2 separate regions of the Mus musculus genome follow, and region 1 is linked to region 2. A link is a contact called in public HiChIP or PLAC-seq data. All regions are on one chromosome and are shown on one strand. The core of a region is the stretch at or near the end of the contact, and the rest is flanking DNA. Distances in the headings are between cores, read along the strand shown. Region 1 has its middle 47 kb from the start of Sox13. Region 2 holds the start of Sox13 (SRY (sex determining region Y)-box 13).

What was found. HiChIP or PLAC-seq counts read pairs in DNA pulled down with a chosen protein or histone mark.
Region 1: an H3K27ac HiChIP or PLAC-seq map of heart atrium shows a contact between it and region 2, with 19 read pairs. The contact joins the enhancer-like site here to the promoter of Sox13 in region 2. A contact is called at or near these places in 4 of 39 promoter capture datasets (cranial neural crest, embryonic stem cells, frontonasal cranial neural crest and 1 more), 18 of 484 Hi-C or Micro-C datasets (LSK cells, the P5424 cell line, adipose-derived mesenchymal stem cells and 13 more), 16 of 115 datasets of contacts at active chromatin or transcription factors (the HPC-7 cell line, differentiating embryonic stem cells, embryonic brain and 11 more) and 2 of 9 other capture datasets (adipose tissue and pancreatic islet).

Annotation. Positions count from the first base shown.
Region 1 is chr1:133,468,900-133,473,374 of GRCm38.p6, forward strand. No RefSeq gene overlaps it. Among named protein-coding and RNA genes, the nearest start is that of Sox13, 47 kb to the left of the region's middle. Within about 2 kb of position 1,967, at least 70 of the 459 cell types and tissues checked have an H3K27ac peak or open chromatin away from gene starts, as enhancers often do. A contact at or near this core is called in adipose tissue, adipose-derived mesenchymal stem cells, embryonic fibroblasts and 5 more, where this site is marked.
Region 2 is chr1:133,422,923-133,427,184 of GRCm38.p6, forward strand. Sox13 (SRY (sex determining region Y)-box 13) reads right to left here and starts at 1,290. Exons shown (of 14, transcript NM_011439.2): 1 at 954-1,290.

The DNA of each region.
Region 1 (4,475 bases), core at 717-3,216, 47 kb after region 2:
CCAAGCCTTCAAAAGTCCCACCACCAATTAATAGTTAAGGCTTGAACTTAAATTTTGAGGCTCCCCACCATTCAGGAATTTCCCCAGGGGAGGAAACTTTCCCAGGCACAGAGCACACTGGCTCCGGGGAGGGGAGGAGGGGGGAGCCAGCACAGCTTTCTCCTCCAAACCCCAGGGGTCTCTTCACAGTCAGGAAGAAATAACACAATAGCAATAAAAAAAAAACAAGAAGATAAGATGAGATAAAAGAATGCAATATAAAATTATAAAGGACAAAATGGAGATAAGGAACGATCAAGATAAGTAGAACAGAGCCAGAGGAGAAGAGGACCAGCGGAAACAAGAAATAAATGAGCTTTTAAAAATCATACAAGAAAATATAATCAACAGTTCCTAGGATTACAAGCAGAGGTTAGAAAAACAAAGAAGTTTACGATGTCCAAACAGCCACAGCAGGGGAGTGAGCTCAACAGCCAGGCTGTCCTCCAGTGTCCCCCTACTCCCACAGAGTCAGAACTTGAACCCTTGGCCAACTCTGAGTCCCACCCCAAACTTCTGACTATGGCCGGCTTTAACCTAGTATCCAATCCATCCCTCTCTGCCAGAATTTTCCAAAACAAACATCCCTGAGACGTAGCAATGGGGAGGTCCACAGCTGCTCCATCTTAGTTCTGAAACCCAAAAGGCCCCCAAAACTAAACTAAACTCAAAACTCAGTTTAAAAGCTAAACTTATAATCATAACCAAGGAGAAGCTATCTACAGGGTGAATTCACCCTTGTCCTTGAAGAAATTTGAGTGTGTTTGACTAAGGGCACTGCAGCAGACCTGCATGGGGAACTGAGTGTGTGTGTGTGTGTGTGTGTGTGTGTGTGTGTGTGTATGTGTGTGTGCACTTTCTATTCTAAACCTTGCAGCACACTCAGCCTAATGTTTCCAATAAGGACTAGTGAGTCCAACCCAAAATCCTTTACCAGACAGACAAACAGATGAGTACTCTGACACAGTCACACAGTGGAATACTATACAACACTAACAATGACTTTGCACTGCTACCCACAAGTTAAGTTGAGAGAAAGAAGCCAAAGACCCATCTACCTGTCTGAGAGCTGATCATTACCTTGTTTCTGTTTATTTTTTTAATTACATTGATATAAAGTTCAAAAACAGGAAGCAGGCATTAAACAGAGGGCAGTCCCATGAGGACCTCTCCCAGCTGCCTTACTTAGCGCTGGGCAGCACAATAAGTGCTCACGTTGACAGCCCTGTCACCAATACAGGGCCACATGGCTCCCTTCCATCTCCCCTCGGCCTTTGTCTCAGCTCCTCTTTGTCTTCTGTGGTGGCTTTTGGGACAGTGGCAGTCTTGTCCTTTCACGCCTTTGTCCCAACTCCATTTGGGGTCCCTCTCCACCCTCTTCTCCGGCCATTCACACAAGCCTTTTATCTTTCTTCATCCCCTCCTCCTTGGCTGACAGGCTGCTGTCCCACATGGCCTGGTCTCTTCTTGTCCGTGTGTCTCCACGTCTGATCCTTGGGATCTGCTGGCTTTCGTCTTTGTTTGTCCTGTGGGGCTTTCTCTCTGCCTCTGCCTGGTCCTGCCGCCACCCTCCTGGTCCTTCTCCCTCTTCTCAAAGTCCTCTGTGGGACACTCACTTTTATCTCCCTTTGATTTGCTTGCTCTTCTTTGTAGAGAGGAATGAAAGGCTCAGCTAATTGTAGCAGTGGGGCAGTGCTGTCTGGCAATCCTTCCAGAATCTTCCCCACCAGGGCTGAGCAGAGGGAAATGAGGGCAGTTCAGCTCCCACCTCCTGGCCTGCTCCATCTCTCTGTCCCCAAGGGCCCCCCTGCCCCACTTGTCTCAAGGGGAAAAACAGACATGGAGTCCCCCAGTCTCACCCCAGGGAGCCTCCCTTGACTCTCCATTCAGTCCCTCTCTGCACCAGCCAGCGTGTCAGGAGCTATGTGTACTGGGCCGCCCACACAGAGGTTCACTCGTCGACAGTATGATGTCACTTTCAATAGGACTGACTTCAGAATGGCCCCCAGAGGCCAGGAACCAGCTAGCTCCTTTTAGAAATGACACTCAAGCCAGAAACTGAAGGAGGCTTAGAAGAATTGTTTGGGGCGGGGGGGGGGGGAGGGAGGGGAGAAGAAGGCATTTTTATCAGAGCATCCAGTTCATTTCAAAAGAGCATGACATCAAAACTGGCTATGGTCAAGGCATAACGGGGGTGGATGGTGCAGCCTTACCAGGAGCTTGGAGTTTATACTGCGGGTGGAGGAGGGGTCACTGACGTGTTCTCCATGGGGAGTGATAGGTCACATTTGTGTTTGGGGTGGTGTGGAATGAACGAGCTGGTTGGGAGATGCGGTCACTTCCTGTTGCAGCTGTAATAATTTAGTGGCTTCAGACATCACAGCTGTTCTATCTACAGTTCCAGAGATTGGACACCCAAAGTCAGACTGAATAGACTGATGTTAAGGGACAGGCAGGCTGGCTGCTTCTGCAGGTCCATGCGAACAGTCTGGCCTTCATTTCCAGTAGCACCTGGATGTCTTTGGCGTTCCTTGGGCCATGTGGTCTTGTCTCCATCTTCAAATGCCCCCTTCCTGGTCACTGATTCCCTGTCACCTCCCTCCGTTTGATCCTTTGTGATTACACTGAGAGATCTAAGACAAGCTTCCTTAATTAGGCTACATATCCACAGTCCCCTTGGAACATAAGATAACATACACCAAGGCTCTGGGGTTAGGATGTGAACTTCCTCAGGGTATTCATTTTTTTTCTCCTGGAGACTGTTTCGGTATTTCAGGCACAGGCTGGTGCAAGCTTAACCCCGTGGTAGCAGTGGGGGTGTGGCCAGGAGGACAGTCTAGAAGCAGACTGGTCATAGATGGAATGTGTACATGAGGTGGAGAAGAGGAACAAGCTAGGATCACAATTGGGTTTCTGGCTCTAGCAACTAACAAACTGGGGTTGTCACTTAGAAGAGAGAGAACAGAAGAGAAAACCCAGATGTGAAGAGGAGAACTGGAAGGTGGTGGGGGATGTTTGTTCCCCACTCAGAGACACCCAGGGAGCACTGTTCAGAGTGCAGAGGGAGCACTGTTCAGAGTGCAGAGGGACATGTGTCAGGAGTCCTAAGGAACTGAGTCTAGAAGAGGGGTTGAGGAGCTTGGATGAGTTATCCAGGAGTCAGCAAACTATGCCTAGCAGACTGGTAGCCTGTTTTGCAAATAAAGTTTTATTGGCACACAGTCAAAATGTTCACTGACATATTATCCACGGGCCTTGTCCACAATGGCAGCTTAATAAAGTTTCTGTTAAGAGTCTGCCTGGGGGGGCTGGAGAGATGGCTCAGCGGTTAAGAGCACTAACTGCTCTTCCGAAGGTCCTGAGTTCAAATCCCAGCAACCACATGGTGGCTCACACAGCCATCCATAATGAGATCTGATGCCTTCTTCTGGAGTGTCTGAAGACAGCTACAGTGTACTTACATATAATAAGTAAATAAATCTAAAAAAAAAAAAAAAGAGTCTGCCTGGTCCATGAAGCCATAGCTCTTTCAGGAAACCTTTGTGTTTGGGCTGGACATGCAGCCAAGTGGTAGAAGGCAGGCTTGGAAAGCTCAAAGCTCTGAGTTCTATTCCCAGCAAAACACACACACACACACACACACACAGAGAGAGAGAGAGAGAGAGAGAGAGAGAGAGAGAGAGACAGACAGACACACACACACAGACACACACACACACACACACACACACAGAGACACAGAGACACACACACACAGAGGATGTTTGTACCCAAACTGGAAGATGGGTGTAAACTGGAAGATGGGTGTAAACTAGAAGATGGGTGTTCAGGATAGCTGGGAGTAAGCATGAGAATGAGGAGGGAAACCCCACAAACCAAACCTTCAAGGAACAGAGAGAGCAAAATGCCACAAGGAAGGATGCTCAGGGAGCAGTGAAGGCAGGACAATAAAGAGGCTGTCAAGTGTTGTCACACAAGGCAGTCAAAGTAAGTCGCCAGATGTTTCTCCCTTTAAAAATGGGTACATCCAGAGTCCCTAGGAATTGGAGTCTACAAGAGAGGTTGAGAGACTGGGATGACTTAGCCGGGGTCAGCAAACTATGCCCAGCACGGCATGGCATCCTTGGTGTTGTGGTGCACATCTTTAATCCCAGCATTCAGGAGGCAGAGGCAGGAAAATATCTGTGAGTTTAAGGCCAGCCAGAGATCTATAATGAGACTGTCACACAAAAAAGAAACCAATATGGGTGTGTGATTCTGTCCCCCTGACGTGTGGGCTACATACAGCACAGTGACTCATCTCTATTGAACAGCACAAAGTGGAAGTAACTCGTGAAGGTTTCTTCTCGGCTAGGGAGTTGTCACACCAAGAGGAAACTGGACAATTCTAGTGATGTCTACGGAGCTCAGCCTGCATCCAACAGACAGGGAAACCA
Region 2 (4,262 bases), core at 40-2,539:
GTTCAAAATTCACGTCCAGCCCAAGCCGGACCCCCGGCCTCGCCAAGGACTCTGGGACAGCTCCCACTCTCCGTGCCTTTCCCCCCCCAGCTTCAAGTAATGAGGCACCTCCTGCCAGGACATGTAGGTTGGTTGCGGGGAGATCCCGCGGGCGACCCTAGAGCTCCTGGGGAATCTGAGCAGCCGCAGCTGGCGCGTGCAAACACACGCACGCACACACACACACACTCGCGTGAGTGTGTGTTTACGTACCGAACGTGGGATGGGAAAACAATGGCGAACCGCTGGGACTACGCGACCACCCCCCACCCCCATCCCATCAGTCCTGTGATCAATTTATTTCTACAGTGAAAGGGGCTGAAAGGCGCTTCTCCGACACTCCACCGTGGGACGCAGGGGTGGCAAGGGGCAGGCTGGAGTGAAGAGCAGCAAGGGCTGAAAAAATGGGAGGCGGCGCCCGGCTGGTCCGCGGGGAATGAACCGGAGCCGTGGGAAGGGCGCGCGCTGAACCCCGGCTGCCCAATGCACCCCGGGACCGGAGCTCCGCGTTGCGGGTACCCGAGCCCCACGTGGGGCTCGCACGGGGACATCTAAGCTCAGGCTGGGAGTGCTTAAACTGGGAGCGTTGGTCAGGCTGGGGCGAAAGACCTAAGGCCGGCGGGTCGCAAAGGGCGGGCGGGTAGAGGACCCCCGAAGCCCGGCTCGCGTGGCGCGCGCACGCCACCCCCAACGGCCTGTAGCCACTGCCCTCCAAAAGGACGCGGGATCAGCGCGGCGCCACCGGCCGGCGTTGTGAGGGGTCTGGTAGGATCGGCTCCGCCTGGCAAAAACTTTGCCCAAGATGGAAAGTCGCGCGGCAGAGAGCCAGCGTGTCCCTAGGAACGCGGGGGCGCGCGTGTCAAACTTCGCGAGGCTGGGGTGATGGGGCGCGCGGCGCGAAGGGGCGCACTTACTAATCGGTCGGGCGCGGGCCCGGGGTCGCAACTCCGCGCTCCGGCTTCTGCTCAGTGCGTCCCGGCAGCCAGCAGCCTGGCCTTCCCGCTCACATGCCCCGGCAACGCGGCGGGCAGCGGGCCGGGGCGGCGCGGCCGGGCGGAGGCACGCCCCCCGCCGTGGGCTGGAAGCGCTCAGGACCCGCGGCCCGCCGGGCTCCGCTGGCCACGGTCGCCGAGCTGAGGACGGGTCGGGCGGCGCCCTCCTCCGAGCCAGGCCGCTCGGCACTCTGCCCTCTGCCCCCGGCTGGCCGCCGCCGTGTTCCCTTCCGCAGTCCGGCTCCCGGACTCGCGGCCGCTGCGCCCGCCAGGCCGGCGGGCAGTGCGCTCTGCTCCTCCGCGCAGCTCCGAGCCCGCTGGGTCCAAAGCCAGGGCCTCCGAAGCTGAGCGCGCCGCCTCGGCCTTCGACCTCCGCCGGCCGCTCCGGAGCTCGGCTTCCAGGAGCCGCGCTCGTACACTTCAGTTCCCAGGCGGGACTGGAGCAGGGCGCTCGCCGCTCGCTTCTGCGAAAGCCACTCCGACAGCCTCCGAGGAGAAAGAGGGAGGGAGGGAGGGAGGGCGCGAGCGGGCGGGGGAGGAGGGAGGGTGTGGAGATGGAGGAGGGAGGGACAGAGCTTCCTCCTCCTCCTCCTCCTCCTCCTCCTCCTCCTCCTCCTCCTCCTCCTCCTCCTCCTCCTCCTCCTCCTCCTCCTCCTCCCAGCAGCTGGTCCAGCCAGGCCTCAACAGCTGGAGACCTGTGCTGGGAAGGGGACAGCAGAGGTTCTCCAGAGTGAGACCTGTGGAGATGTAGTGACCCACTGGATAGAGAAAATAGGGGGAGGAAGGTGAATTCTGCCTAGTCCCCTCGACCCAGGTTTGAGAGTTACTATGGGGAATTTTCATTCCTTTTAACAAGTCCAGTTCACAGCCTCCTCCAGAGACCCGAGATTGAACTTTATTTTTCTCACTGGTAAATCAGACTGGCCTCGAACTCACAGAAACCTGCTTGGCTCTGCCTCCAGGGTGCTAGGATTAAAGGCATGCTCCTTGAGAACTGCCCTTGGAGCTGGGAGTGGCTCATGCCTATAATACCTGGGAAGCTGAGGCAGGAGGATCTCAATTTGAAACCAACCTGAGGGCAAGGAGAGACCTGCTTTGATGCGATCAGATCTCTGACAGCTTCCTAATGTCTAGCCACTCCCTAGCCCTGTCCTTTTTAGAATTTCTCCAACAAGTCCTTCCTTTCTTCCTGCCCCGTTTAGGAGGAAGGTTTGTTTGAAGAAGGGTTTCTCCTCATTCGGCCCATCTATTAAATGTCTACACCAAACCTGACCCAAGCAGATGCCAGGGATCACCAAGATGAATGACACAGTGGCAGCCCTTTCTGGATTCCCATGTTGTGAAGACTCTAATTCTACAAAGTGCTAGAGCCATAGGGTCTACCAAGGATGCTAAGCTATGGGGACTTGGATCAGAGTCTCCTTAGAAAGGCCACAGTTTGAAGTACGTCTTGAAGACCTGTGGGAGCAGGGCTGGTTGAAGGAACGCCCATTGTGGGACTGTATGACCCTCTCCCTCTCGAGTGGTGGCCAAGCAGGAAGCTTCCACAGGATGCATGCATTTCATCAGTCCCTGCTTCCCTGCCTGGGTGACAACTCTTCCATAGTCTTCTGTCTTTTGGGTCTCTGTCTGGTACCAGCTTCTCAGGCAATCTTTGAGGATCAAATCATGGCCAGGAGCTCCATCCATGGGCTCTGAGAACCCCACAGGTCATTTGCCTGTCTACACTGTGACATTGAGATGGTAAACTCTTTGGGACAGGGAGGGATGTGCCTCTTGTTCATGGTTAGATCCTATGTGTCTAGATGGGACTTGGCAAAGAGGAGGCCCATAATACATTCGTGTTTATCAGTTAGCTCTTTACAAAGAAAGGGGTTCTAAGCAGGGCTCTGGTGCAATCAGTGTAGCTGAGGTACAGAGGTTGGCCAATGAGGAGCTTCAGAAGGAAGGATGAAGACCTGAGCCAAGGTAGGGCTAGAGTGTGGGAAAGCAGATGGGAAAGGCCAATGGTAACTGTTGAGGGTATGGTTTTAGGGAGACTGGGTGGGATCATTTCAGAAGCCAGGAAAGAATTATCCAAGGGCCACCTTCTTTCTCTCCTCCCAGACAGCATGTCTGTGCACCCATATCTTGTGGTTTCCCTCTGGCCCCTGGTCAGCTTCAGTGGTGCACTTCTCTGTGGGCCCCTCCCTGTCCCTGCCATTAGCTACAGCAGATGGAGACAGACAAGAATGGAGTTTGAACTGGGTGTGCAGTTACTCTCCTTTAACCCCAGCCTCAGGAAGCAGAGGCAGGTAGATCTCTATGAGTTTGGAAGTAGCCTGATCTACATAGTGAGACACTGTCATCATCATCATCAACAATAATAACAGCATAATAAGTTAAGACAAAATAAAAACCTTGGCATCTCTAAAAACAACAACAGGGAGCCTAGAAGTGCATGCTCCTGTCTCCATCACTCACCGCCTGGCAGTTCATTTCTAACACAGCCCTCCCAGTCACTGCCACCAAATTAAGCTATGAAGTGTCTGCTGCTGACATGGCACTGTTTTCCCATAAAATGTCTGGTGCCACCTTACTGACTTTGTGGCACCAGTATCCTTGGCATCATTTTAGATGTGGGGGGTGGGCAGCTAGAGACAGTAAGTGGAGGGAGGAAACTAATGAAGGATGCTAGGTCTTTCTTATGACCACACCATCAAATGTATACCTCTAATATCAAATGCATACCTTGTAATACTCATTCTGCACCCCCACACTCCAGAATATTCTCCAGCCTTGCAGCATGTTCTTTCTCAGCCTCCCTTGTTTATGTCTTCCCTAAGCACCATCTCGAGGGGCCTGTTCTTCTGAGGTGTTCTCCCATGCCCCACTTTCCTGCCTGTCTACCTTCTATCCTAAGATGAAAAAAAAATATTTTGAGACAAGGGCTCATATAGCCCAGGTTATCCCCAAACTCTATAGGCCGAACTTGAATTTCTGGAACTCCTGCTTCTGCCTCCCAAGTGCTGAGATTAGAAGAGGATCACAACATGGGAAGGTTTGTGCGGGGCTGGGGATGGAAACTAGGTTCCTCCTGCATGCTATTGCAGCACTCTACCAACTGAGCCACACCTCCAGCCCCCCAAGACAAAATTTTATCTGTTTTCAAAATGTTGAGTACTGTTATTGGGTCCAAACTCAAACACCAGGTCAATCCACGTGACAAAAATGAATTGAAATCAAGCCACT